Linked DNA regions of Macaca mulatta: region 1 is linked to region 2. A link is a contact called in public Hi-C data. All regions are on one chromosome and are shown on one strand. The core of a region is the stretch at or near the end of the contact, and the rest is flanking DNA. Distances in the headings are between cores, read along the strand shown. Region 1 holds the start of PFKL (phosphofructokinase, liver type). Region 2 holds the start of CFAP410 (cilia and flagella associated protein 410).

Region 1 (5,264 bases), core at 2,456-4,955, 40 kb after region 2:
TCCCAGGTTCAAGGGATTCTCCTGCCTCTGCCTCCTGAGTAGCTGGGACTACAGGCACGCACCACCAAGCCTGGTTGATTTCTGGGGTTTTTTCTTTGTTTGTTTGTTTTTTGTTTTTTTTTTTTTTGAGACAGAGTCTCGCTCTGTCACCCAGGCTGGAGTGCAGTGGCCAGATCTCAGCTCACTGCAAGCTCCGCCTCCCGGGTTTACGCCATTCTCCTGCCTCAGCCTCCCGAGTAGCTGGGACTACAGGCGCCCGCCAACTCACCCGGCTAGTTTTTTTGTATTTTTTAGTAGAGACGGGGTTTCACCGTGTTACCAGGATGGTCTCGATCTCCTGACCTCATGATCCACCCGTCTCGGCTTCCCAAAGTGCTGGGATTACAGGCTTGAGCCACCGCGCCCGGCCTTTTGTTTGTTTTTTGAAACAGAGTCTCGCTCTGTTGCCCAGGCTGGAGTGCAGTGGCTCGATCTCGGCTCACTGCAACCTCCACCTCCTGGTTCAAGCAATTCTCCTGCCTCAGCCTCCTGAGCAGCTGGATTACAGATGCATGCCACCACGCCCAGTTAATTTTTGTATTTTTAGTAGAGACGAGGTTTCATCATGTTAGCCAAGATGGTCTTGAACTCCTGACCTCAGGTGATCCGCCCACCTCAGCCTCCCAAAGTGCTGGGATTACAGGCATGAGACACCACACCCGGCCTGATTCAAATCTTCTAGCTACCTTTGCACGGGTTATTGTGCAAATAGACATCCTTGAACAACACCCTCCCCTGCTCGACAACACGGACCCCTGCCCAACAGGAAAGGCATGACCCAGAGCCACACAGAACAGGACTTCTGGGCTGGCTGGAAGGAATTTGCAAGGTGGCCTGTCTTGTCCCCAACCCCTTTTTTCACAGAAGGGGAAACTGAGGCCTGAGAAGTCCCAGGGCTGGGCAACACTGGCAGATGGTGAGACTGGCTGTTCTCATACATCCAACAAACGCAGACTTCAGCATCGGGGCGGAAAGTGCCTCCCAGTCCCCACTCTCCTGCTGCCCAGCTGACACAGAGGGCATAGAGAAGGGCACACTAGGCCATGGGCTTCCCCTCGCCCAGGATCAGCCTTTCTAGGAAGGCAGTGGGGCCTCAAGAAGAAAACAGAGCACCCACCATGGGAAGCCACACGGCGGCAGCAGCGGTGGCCGGGGAGAGCCCCGCAGACTGCTTTTAGGAACTCATGAAACAGAAGGACTCTGGTTCTGCCCAGAATGCCAGCTCCTCCCATCCTACTCACCCCCATCATCCTCCCTGAATCAGCCCCAGCCCTCAACTGGGGAAGCGTGTGGAGTCCTCCTCCCTTGCAGAAAACCACCTGTTCCCTGTCCACGCGTGGGAGCCTGGACACAGAGACACTGCAGTTGCCAGGGGCTCGGGAAGGGAGGACATTTACAGAGGAAGACACAGGACCAGCTGGGATGCCATGATCAGCCAGCAGGTGCACTGTGGGTACCCTCCCGGCTGCAGCCAGGAAGCGCTGCCCACCCCATACCAGGCACTGGGGCCACGCTGGGCAGTCAGAACTCCCAGCTCAGATGGAGATGGGAGGCCCACCCAGCCGGCCTGCCCACAGGGTCAGGAGGGGCCTCCCATCTCCAGATCCTCCACCAGCATCCAGAACTGCCCGTCTGCCACTCTGGGTGCGCCCCCCGCCCCGCTGGCCCAAGAACCACCTGCCAGGCTTGCCCTTCAGCGACCTCCAGCGGGCCCCCGTTCTGTTTAGTCTGTGCGCAGGGCGGCGGGGGATGGGGGGACGGGTGCCACCCCGGGCTCCGAACCTTCCCAACCCTCTGCTGCTGATGCTCCCACTTTGCAGACAAGGAAGCTGGTTGGGGACCCTCTGTGTTCCAGGGAGCCACAGGGTGGGCTTTGGGGCTTCGCCAGCCTCACCAAGAAAGCGCCTCCCTGGTGGGCAGGCAGGCCAGCCCTGCAGCAACCCGTCTGCCCTCCAGACTCGGGCCCTTTCTTGGTCTAATATCATGGGATGGAGCTTCCTGAGTCCACCCTCCAAGGCCATGGGCCTCCTCTCCCACCTGGACCCACAACACACCAGGCCACGCTCCAGGACACTGCCAGTGGCCCTCCAAGGCCGTGGACCTCCTCTCCCACCTGGGCCCACAACACACCAGGCCACGTCCAGGACACTGCCAGTGGCCCTCCAAGGCCGTGGACCTCCTCTCCCACCTGGGCCCACAACACACCAGGCCACGTCCAGGACACTGCCAGTGGCCCTCCAAGGCCGTGGACCTCCTCTCCCACCTGGGCCCACAACACACCAGGCCACGTCCAGGACACTGCCAGTGGCCCTCCAAGGCCGTGGACCTCCTCTCCCACCTGAGCCCACAACACACCAGGCCACGTCCAGGACACTGCCAGTGGCCAGCAACAAGCAGCAGCTCCCGCTCCAGCCACAGCAGTGAGAAGGTTCACAACAGGCATGGCTCAGCCAGGTCCGAAGGAGCGCCCTCCGCAGGCCGGGGTTCAGACAGCGACACCCACGGGCCACTCCTGCCTCCCTGGCTTGGTCCTGGTCAAGGCCAGCTTCCTCCTCCCTCTTCCTGGCTTCCAGATACGGAAAAGGAGGGTCAGGTGCCTGAAGCTGGCTGAGGGGGGTGTGTCTGCATTTTCTCAACCATTTTCTGAACTCTAAAAGACAGACCAGGTCCCGCTGTACAGCTTTGGGGTGCTGGCTGGGCCCCTTCCCAACCCAGCACCTCACTTCTGGTCTCGTAAATCCTCTCCTCTCTCCTCCTGAGGGTCAGGGTAGGTGGTGTCCTGTGCCACAGGTGCCACACTGGACATGTCAGGCCAGAGATACTGGAGGCCAGCAGGACCAGGCCTCCAGGAGGGAGAGTGCCAGGATACCACGCCCCCAGGCCGGACCCCCACCCAGCTCTGCCAACTCTCAGTCCCCACCACCTGGGGCCTCCCCAGTACCCCTGGAAAAAGAGTGACAACGGGGCTTTGCTCAAGGCCCCGGGCAGCTCATCTCCCCACCACCCTCTTCCCCAGCTAGACCCACACGGAAGGCGGCCGCGAGGGCCCCGAGGAGGCGGACCGGTCCGGGGGTGAGCCCGCCCCCGCCCAGCGGGAGGAGGTCCCGGAAACCCGCAGCCTGGCGCCAGCTCTCGGGAGGCACCGGGTCCCCAGGTCGCTTCAGAACCAGGAAGGACCAGGCTCTGGGGGCAGCGGGACCGGCACCCTCCGCTCACGTGGCCTTGGGGAATCCTCGCGGGGGTCCTGCCCCGCAGCCCAGAGTCGGACACACCCTCCGGGCAGGGCGCGGGCGGCGCCAAGACCCAGGCGGAGGCCGAGAACGTGGCCGGCCGCACGTAGGCCCGAGACCGCGCCGGGGCGGAGCGGGGGACGGACCCGGGGCTGGAGGCCGGGGCAGGAGGCCGGGGCTGGAGGGAGGCCGGACCGGCCCGAGAACCGGGTCCCAGGGCTCGGCGGGCGCTCCGGAGAGGCCGGGACGGAGGCGCCCCCCACCCCCTGCACCGCGACGCGGCCGGGACCCCCGCCCACCTTGCGCGTCGCCGCCGCTGGTCAGGACGCCGATGGCCTTGCCCGCGCCCGACGCCCGCAGCTTCTCCAGGTCCACCGCGGCCATGGCGGCGGCCGAGACCCGGGCCCAGCTCGCACTCCCGCCGCCTGCGCCGCGCCGCCGTCCCCGCCCCGTCCCCGTCCCCGCCCCGCGCGCGCCCTGCGCCCGCCCCGCCCCGGGTCCGCCCCTGGCGCCTCCTCGCAGGACGGACCGCGGACGGAGCTGGAATCGGGCGCCCTCTGCCCGCCGGGGCCACCTTTCCGCTGTGCGTTTCTGAGCCTGTGCGATGTAACGCGGGCCCCGAGCAGTGAGACCCGGGGCAGAGCCCCACACCCCGGTGGTCTTGAGGATGTGGCCGGGACCAGGGCGGGGCTGCATCCAGTGCGGCCGCACGTGTCCCTTCGCCAGTGCTGGGGCCCGGGTGGCACGTCTGGCCCAGCTTTGCGTCTCCGGAGGTTCTTTGCTGTCGGCCGCAGCCACCACCCCTCCCTGCCACCCAGGGGCCCTCAGGGCTGCCTTCAGGCCTCGGCAGAGGCCAAACCCAAACGGGGCGCTGGAAAGCAGCCAGCATTCCTCCCTCCCTCTCCCTCCTTTCCTTCCTTCCTTCCTCACATTTGCTGGGCCCTTGGGAAAGTCTTGGTCCCCGGGTCCTGGGGGTGCAGAGCCGGTGGTCGGGAGAGCCGCCTCCTGACCGCACGGTGTGTTCGGTTTGTGAAAGCTGAGCGGGCAGATCACCAGGATTTGTGCATTTTTCTCTACATATACGGTGGACATGGTGGCTGTGAATATCGACTACTCCTTATTTAATTGTGAAATGTTAGAAAACACGCCGAAAGACTGCGCAAGCACATATGCGTGGGCTAAAAGGCGCTAAGAAGACACCTGTGTCTAACCCTGAGGCAGCCTTGGGCTGACATTTTGGGTCATTATTCTCTCCCTTTTCTTGCAGCTTCATCGTGTGTGTGTGTGTGTGTGTGTGTGTGTGTGTGTGTGCGCGCGCGCGCATAAATTCTTAAACATACGTGATTTAGCCACAATGAGATACCACCTGATACCCATTAGGATGGCTACTATAAAAGAAAAACACAGGCTGGGTGCAGTGGCTCACGCCCATAATCCCAGAACTTTGGGAGGCCCAGAGGGGCGGATCACCTGAGGTCAGGAGTTCGAGACCAGCCCAGCCAACATGGCGAAACCTCATCTCTACTAAAAATATAAAAATTAGCTGAATGTGGTGGTGGGTGCCTGTAATCCCAGCTACAAGGGAGGCTGAGGTATGAGAATCACTTGAACTCGGGAGGTGGAGGTTGCATTTGAGTGGAGACTGCACCATTGCACTCCAGCCTGGGCAACAAGAGCGAAACTCCGTCTCAAAAAAAAAAAAAAAAAAAAAAAGGAAAGAAAAATGCAGAAAATAATCACTGTTCCAAGGATATAGGGAAGCTGGAACCGTCGTGCAGTGTTGCTGGGGATGTGAAACGGTGTAGCTGCTATGGAAAACAGGATGGCAGTTCTTCAAAAAATTAAAAATAGAATTACCATGTGATCCAGCGATTTTACTCTGGGTATATACCTAAAGAATTCAAAGCAAAGACTCACACAGATATTTGCACACACATATTCATAGCAGCATTATTCACAACAGCCAGAAGGTGGAAGCACCCAGGTGTCTGCTGA
Region 2 (5,290 bases), core at 2,339-4,838:
AAGCAGTTCCAAAGTTTGCCTGAAGGACGTGTCGTGGAGTGGACCGGGTTCTGCCCCCAAGTGGTGCCAGGTGGGTGGTGAGGCCAGCAGCATGGGCAGGGAAGAGGTAGTTGCTCTGAGATCATGAAAACTTCAACTCCAGAGCACGTTTGCTGACTCTCCATTTGTCTCTCTCCTCCTCTCCCCTTCTCCCTGCCCCCCTTATCCCTCACTCCTCGGGAGGGTATGTTGTGAGAGGCCATGTTGCAGAGAGAGAAGCCAACCGCCGACACCTTGTGGGGCAGCTGGGAGACCCCAGCCAGGTCCTCAGAGACGGCCCCGCCTCCCTCCCAGGAGGCCCAGCCCAGCCACACAGCTCAGCTGCTCCAGACGCCTGAGCCTCAGAAACTGGGAGACAGCAGCGTCTACTGTGAGCTGCTAAGTCTGGGGGTGATTTGTTATGCAGCATAGGTGACTAGGACATCGGGCTGGAGGGGGTCTGGACTGGGGGTGTCACCTATGGTGCAAAGGTGGTGGAGGAGAGGAGACACAAGGACGGGGCCTGGAGTGCTTGGGACTCAGCGCCAGGTGTCAGGATAGCGTTTGCCCTGGGTTGGGGGTCAGCCTGCCCTGCTGAGCCCTGCAGAGCCCCCAGCTGTCAGGGCAGGAGGGAGCAGCGGTTGATCCATGGTACCTTGTCCTCAGCAGTACCCCCGGCTGCGAGCCAGAAACCCTGACCCACTGGCTGAAACCACAAAGCGGGTGTGGGCCCCGTGTGCCTGGTGACAGCGGTGCTGGCCTTGCTTCAAAGACTCGACAGGCAGCTCCCGTGTCCCCCACCCTCCATGTCTCTGGGAAACAGGATCTGTGTGCGGCCCCCTGAGATTTATTGGGGAGCAGCGTGCCTAACTCACCCCCTGTAAAGAAGGGAGGCCCAGGGCTGGGCAGAGGGCCAAGGCTGTGACGTAGTGTGACGTAGGTCCAGCTGAGCCTTCGTGAGCCCACCAGAGTGCTGAGGCCTGTGGCCGTCACACTGTGCGCCCGCAAGCACCCGCAGCCTGAGCCCGCTGGAAGTTTCTTACCACTCTGCTGGGGTCCAGCTCAGCCTCGTTAGCACTGAACATTCTGCCTGCTTGGAGGCAAAGCGCTCAGAAGACACTGCTCTGAGACTTTTCTGTCATCCCACATCTTACACCAACCTGAGAACTAAGCTCTTTTTTTTTTTTTTTTTGAGACGTCGTCTCCCCTGTCGCCCAGGCTGGAGTGCAGTGGCGCAATCTCAGCTCACTGCAAGCTCCGCCCCCTGGGTTCACACCATTCTCCTGCCTCAACCTCCCAAGTAGCTGGGACTACAGGCGCCCGCCACCACGCCCAGTTAATTTTTTGTATTATTATTATTATTATTATTACTGGTAGAGATGGGGTTTTACCGTATTAGCCAGGATGGTCTCGATCTCCTGACCTCGTGATCCACCCGCCTCAGCCTCCAAAAGTGCTGGGATTACAGGTGTGAGCCACCGCACCCGGCCAAGAATGCAATCTTTTGTTTCTTATCTACCGATGACCTGGAAGCGGGAAGCTCCCCCTGCCCCCGCCAGCCTTCAAGTTGTCCTGCCTTTCCGCACAGAACTAATGTACATCTTATACATACATTTTTTCTTTTTCTCTTCTTTTTCCATCTTGCACATATTGATTGATGTCTCATGTCTCCCTAAAAATGTCTGAAAGCAAGCTGTGCCCCAGTCACCTTGGGCACGTGTTGTCAGGACCCCCTGAGGCCATGTCATGGGCTCGTCCTTAACTTTGACAAAATAAACTTTCTAAACTGATGGAGACCTGTCTCAGATATTTTGGATTCACAGCTGCTAAGCTGCTTGGTTACAACTGAAGGCTCACAGGTTAGGGGTTTTTCAAAGATAGTTTGGTGAGCAGGGGGCTAAGGTATGGGGAGTGCTGATTGGTTGGTGAAAGATTGATGAAATCTAGCTGTCCTTTTGGTCCTTTTGTGCTGCATGGCTTCTGAGTGGGGCCACAGGAGCCGTTGGCAAGATATCTAGCTGGGTCCATCCATGTCAGACGTGCAATAAACCTGAAAAGATACAATAGTGATGTTCTACAATAGTGATGTTATCTGCAGGAGTAATTGGGGAAGTAGCTTGTCTTGTGACCTCCAGAATAATGGCTGACGAAAGTTTACGCCTGCACCTTAGTGGAATTCAGGCTCCTCTATCCTTCTAGCCTGGTGGTGTAACCGCCCAACGGGTTCACCTTGTCCACTGCCTAGACAGAACCGATTTATCAAGACAAGGGAACTGCAGTGGAGAAGGAGTAATTCACGCAGAGCTGGCTGTGCAGGAATGGAGTTTTATGACTCAAATCAGTCTCCCCGAGCATTCAGGGATCAGCGTTTTTAAGGATAATTTGGCGGGTAGGGCTCAGAAAGTGGTGAGTACTGATTGGTCAGGTTGAAGATTAAATCATAAGGGTTCGAAATGAGTTCTGGCTGACTTCTGTTCCTGGGTGGGATCGCACAAATGGTTGAGCCAGATTATCTGTCTAAGTGATGTCCGAATGCAGGGTCTACAAAACATTTCAAGCACTGATCTTAAGTTTTGCAACAGTGATGTTATTCCCAGGAGCAATTTGGGGAGGTTCAGACTATTGCCGCCAGAGGTTGCCAGCCCCTAAACTGTAATTTTTCATCTCATAGCTTAATTTGTTAGTCCTACAAAGGCAGACTGGTCCCCAGGCAAGAAGGGTTTTTTTGGGAAAGGGCTATTATCAATTTTGTTTCAGAGTTTAATCTATAAACTAAATTCCTTCCCAAGGCTAGTCTGGTCTACACCCACGAATGAACAAAGGCAGTTTAGAGGATAGCAGGAAGATGGGGTGCGTTAGGAGATCTTTCCCTGTCATAATTTCTTCAGTTACGATTTTTGCAAAGGCGGTTCCCGTGGTCTCATTACCTTTACAAAGGCTGTTTAGTTTTGAGGAAGGGCTGCTATCATTTAAACTATAAATGTCTCCCAAAATTAGCTTTGCTTATCCAGGAATAATTAAGGGCAGCTTCAAGGACAAAGGCAAGATGGGGATTGGCCAGATCTCCTTCAGGGCCATCATTCTCTCACTGATACAATTTTTGGCAAAGGCGGTTTCAGAATGCCCGTCTTAATGTAACTGTGGCCCATGTAACGATGTTTAGGGGGTCTTACCTGATTTCTAAAAGGCTGAAATGCTTGTAAGGGCTCTGCTGGACCTGTCCGTACGTCTTTCCTATAAATGCGTCTTTTCTGTAAAAGCTGGGAGGGAGCGAGACAGGGAATCAACACAGCCCCAGGGCTGCCCTGGGTTTATTCCAAGAGTTTGAATCGCGTAACTTGGAGCTGTGTAGCGCCCATCCCATCCACGCTAGGCCCGCGCTCAGAGACAGGCCTACGCACTCGGCCATGGTACGCGTGGGACCGAGCCCACCCCGCTCGGTTCCAGGGAGCGGCAGCTCAGCCCTCACGGGGCCGCCTCCGGGACCGCCACCTGCACCCACCCACGGCTCGCCGCGCGCTTCCGGGGTCGCGTTAGAATCGCGTCAGAGCCGGGCGCCCCAGGCCGCCCATGCGCAGGAGCAGAGCCGACGTGTCAGCGGCGCCCAAGCGGCCCCAGGGCGCTCTCCTCGCCCCGCTCTCCTCGCCAAGCCGCCAATGGGCTCAGGATCCGCCCCTGACGACGTGGGCCCCGCCCCTGGAGACACGCGCCGCGCAGTCGTCACCCGCCCGGGAGCAGGAGGCCGGGGGCGCCCGCCGGCCGGGCCTGGGCGGTCGCCATGAAGCTGACGCGGAAGATGGTCCTGACCCGGGCCAAGGCCTCGGAGCTGCACAGCGTGCGCAAGCTCAACTGCTGGTGAGGCGGGGCCTGGCCGCGGCCGCCCCGGGGTCGGGGGAGGAGCGGGGGCGGGGCCAGGGCGGGGACTGGGGTGAGGGCGGAGCCGGGGAGGGGGCGGGGGCGGGGGTGGAACGGGGGCAGGTGCGGAAGTGGAACGGGGTCAGGTGCAGGGGCGAGGGCGTCAAAGGAGTCAGGGGTCAGGGAGGAGAGGAGACCAGGGGTCGGGGTCGCCGGGGCCCCCCCATTTCCCGGCCCGCCTTTGCCCCGGCTGCCCTGTGGGCCAGATCTGATGTCTGGGGTTGCCAGCAGTCACTGGGACCAAGTCGAATAGGAGAGAGAACTGAGTTCTCGAGGACTGAGTCAGGAAACACGTTGGTAATCAGTACTGGGGGCGGCCGTGCCAAGGGTATGCCTGGCAGGTGATAGGAAGGGACGTGGGTGCGGTGGGACCCATGAAGGCGCAAAAGCGGGTAATACTGAGGCTCACCAGGCCAAGGAGGACCAGGAGCTTCCAGAGGAGGCAGCCTGGAGTTGAGGCCCGCACGATCTCCAGGGCTCCCTGGGGACTCAGCGGAGTCGCTGCGCCCTGTCAACTGGCCGCACCCTGCAGGCGGGGCGTGGGGGTCAGGGAGAGCAGGCGCTTCCTCCCAGGGGTATCCCCATACTGCCCAGAGCGAGCTCTTCTCTGTTAATTAAAAAGCTTTTCTGGGCCGGGCGCGGTGGCTCAAGCCTGTAATCCCAGCACTTTGGGAGGCCGAGGCGGGCGGATCACGAGGTCAGGAGATCGAGACCATCCTGGCGAACACGGTGAAACCCCGTCTCTACTAAAAAATACAAAAAAAAAACTAGCCGAGCGAGGTGGCGGGCGCCTGTAGTCCCAGCTACTCGGGAGGCCGAGGCAGGAGAATGGCGTAAACCCGGGAGGCAGAGCTTGCAGTGAGCTGAGATCCGGCCACTGCACTCCAGCCTGGGCGACAGAGCAAGACTCCGTCTCAAAAAAAAAAAAAAAAAAGCTTTTCTGTCTGCCCTGGCACATTTGGTGTTTTGGCTACAATTCCCCTGTGTCATTTGCTTTCAATAATGCATTTCTTTGTTTTGCACGGGGTGGTCAGTACTCTCACTAAGCTGGAAGAAACAACAACCCGATTTCAGGCTTTTAAAGTTTGCTTCATAAGTCGCCTGTTCACCCTTTGAACTTGGCCTCTTATAAAGACGCCCTTGTTGATGTCTGTCAGTGAGAGATATTAACCTTCTGCTATTCAGGGACCATGAGGAACAGTTCATCTTTTCGTGTCTTACAAATGGCTCTGCTGCTCCTTATCTAAAAGGTACCACCCCAACGTCATACAGTGTAGTTGAAAATCAAGTAAAACAATTGTTTACACCTTTGCCGGTTATATTTTTTGCCACGCCATTAAAATGCTAGAATCTTAAG

The links. Hi-C and Micro-C count contacts between places; a contact is called where the count stands out from the background.
Region 1: a Hi-C map of liver shows a contact between it and region 2, with 2.0 times the contacts expected there. The contact joins the promoter of PFKL here to the promoter of CFAP410 in region 2. A contact is called at or near these places in 3 of 14 Hi-C or Micro-C datasets (cortical neurons, fetal cortical plate and liver).

The regions. Positions count from the first base shown.
Region 1 is chr3:3,232,633-3,237,896 of T2T-MMU8v2.0, forward strand. PFKL (phosphofructokinase, liver type) reads right to left here and starts at 3,706. Exons shown (of 22, transcript XR_013414794.1): 1 at 3,569-3,706. LOC144339625 (a long non-coding RNA gene) reads left to right here and starts at 90. Exons shown (of 3, transcript XR_013414873.1): 1 at 90-293; 2 at 587-2,118; 3 at 2,270-3,689.
Region 2 is chr3:3,192,410-3,197,699 of T2T-MMU8v2.0, forward strand. CFAP410 (cilia and flagella associated protein 410) reads left to right here and starts at 3,589. Exons shown (of 6, transcript XM_077995651.1): 1 at 3,589-3,873.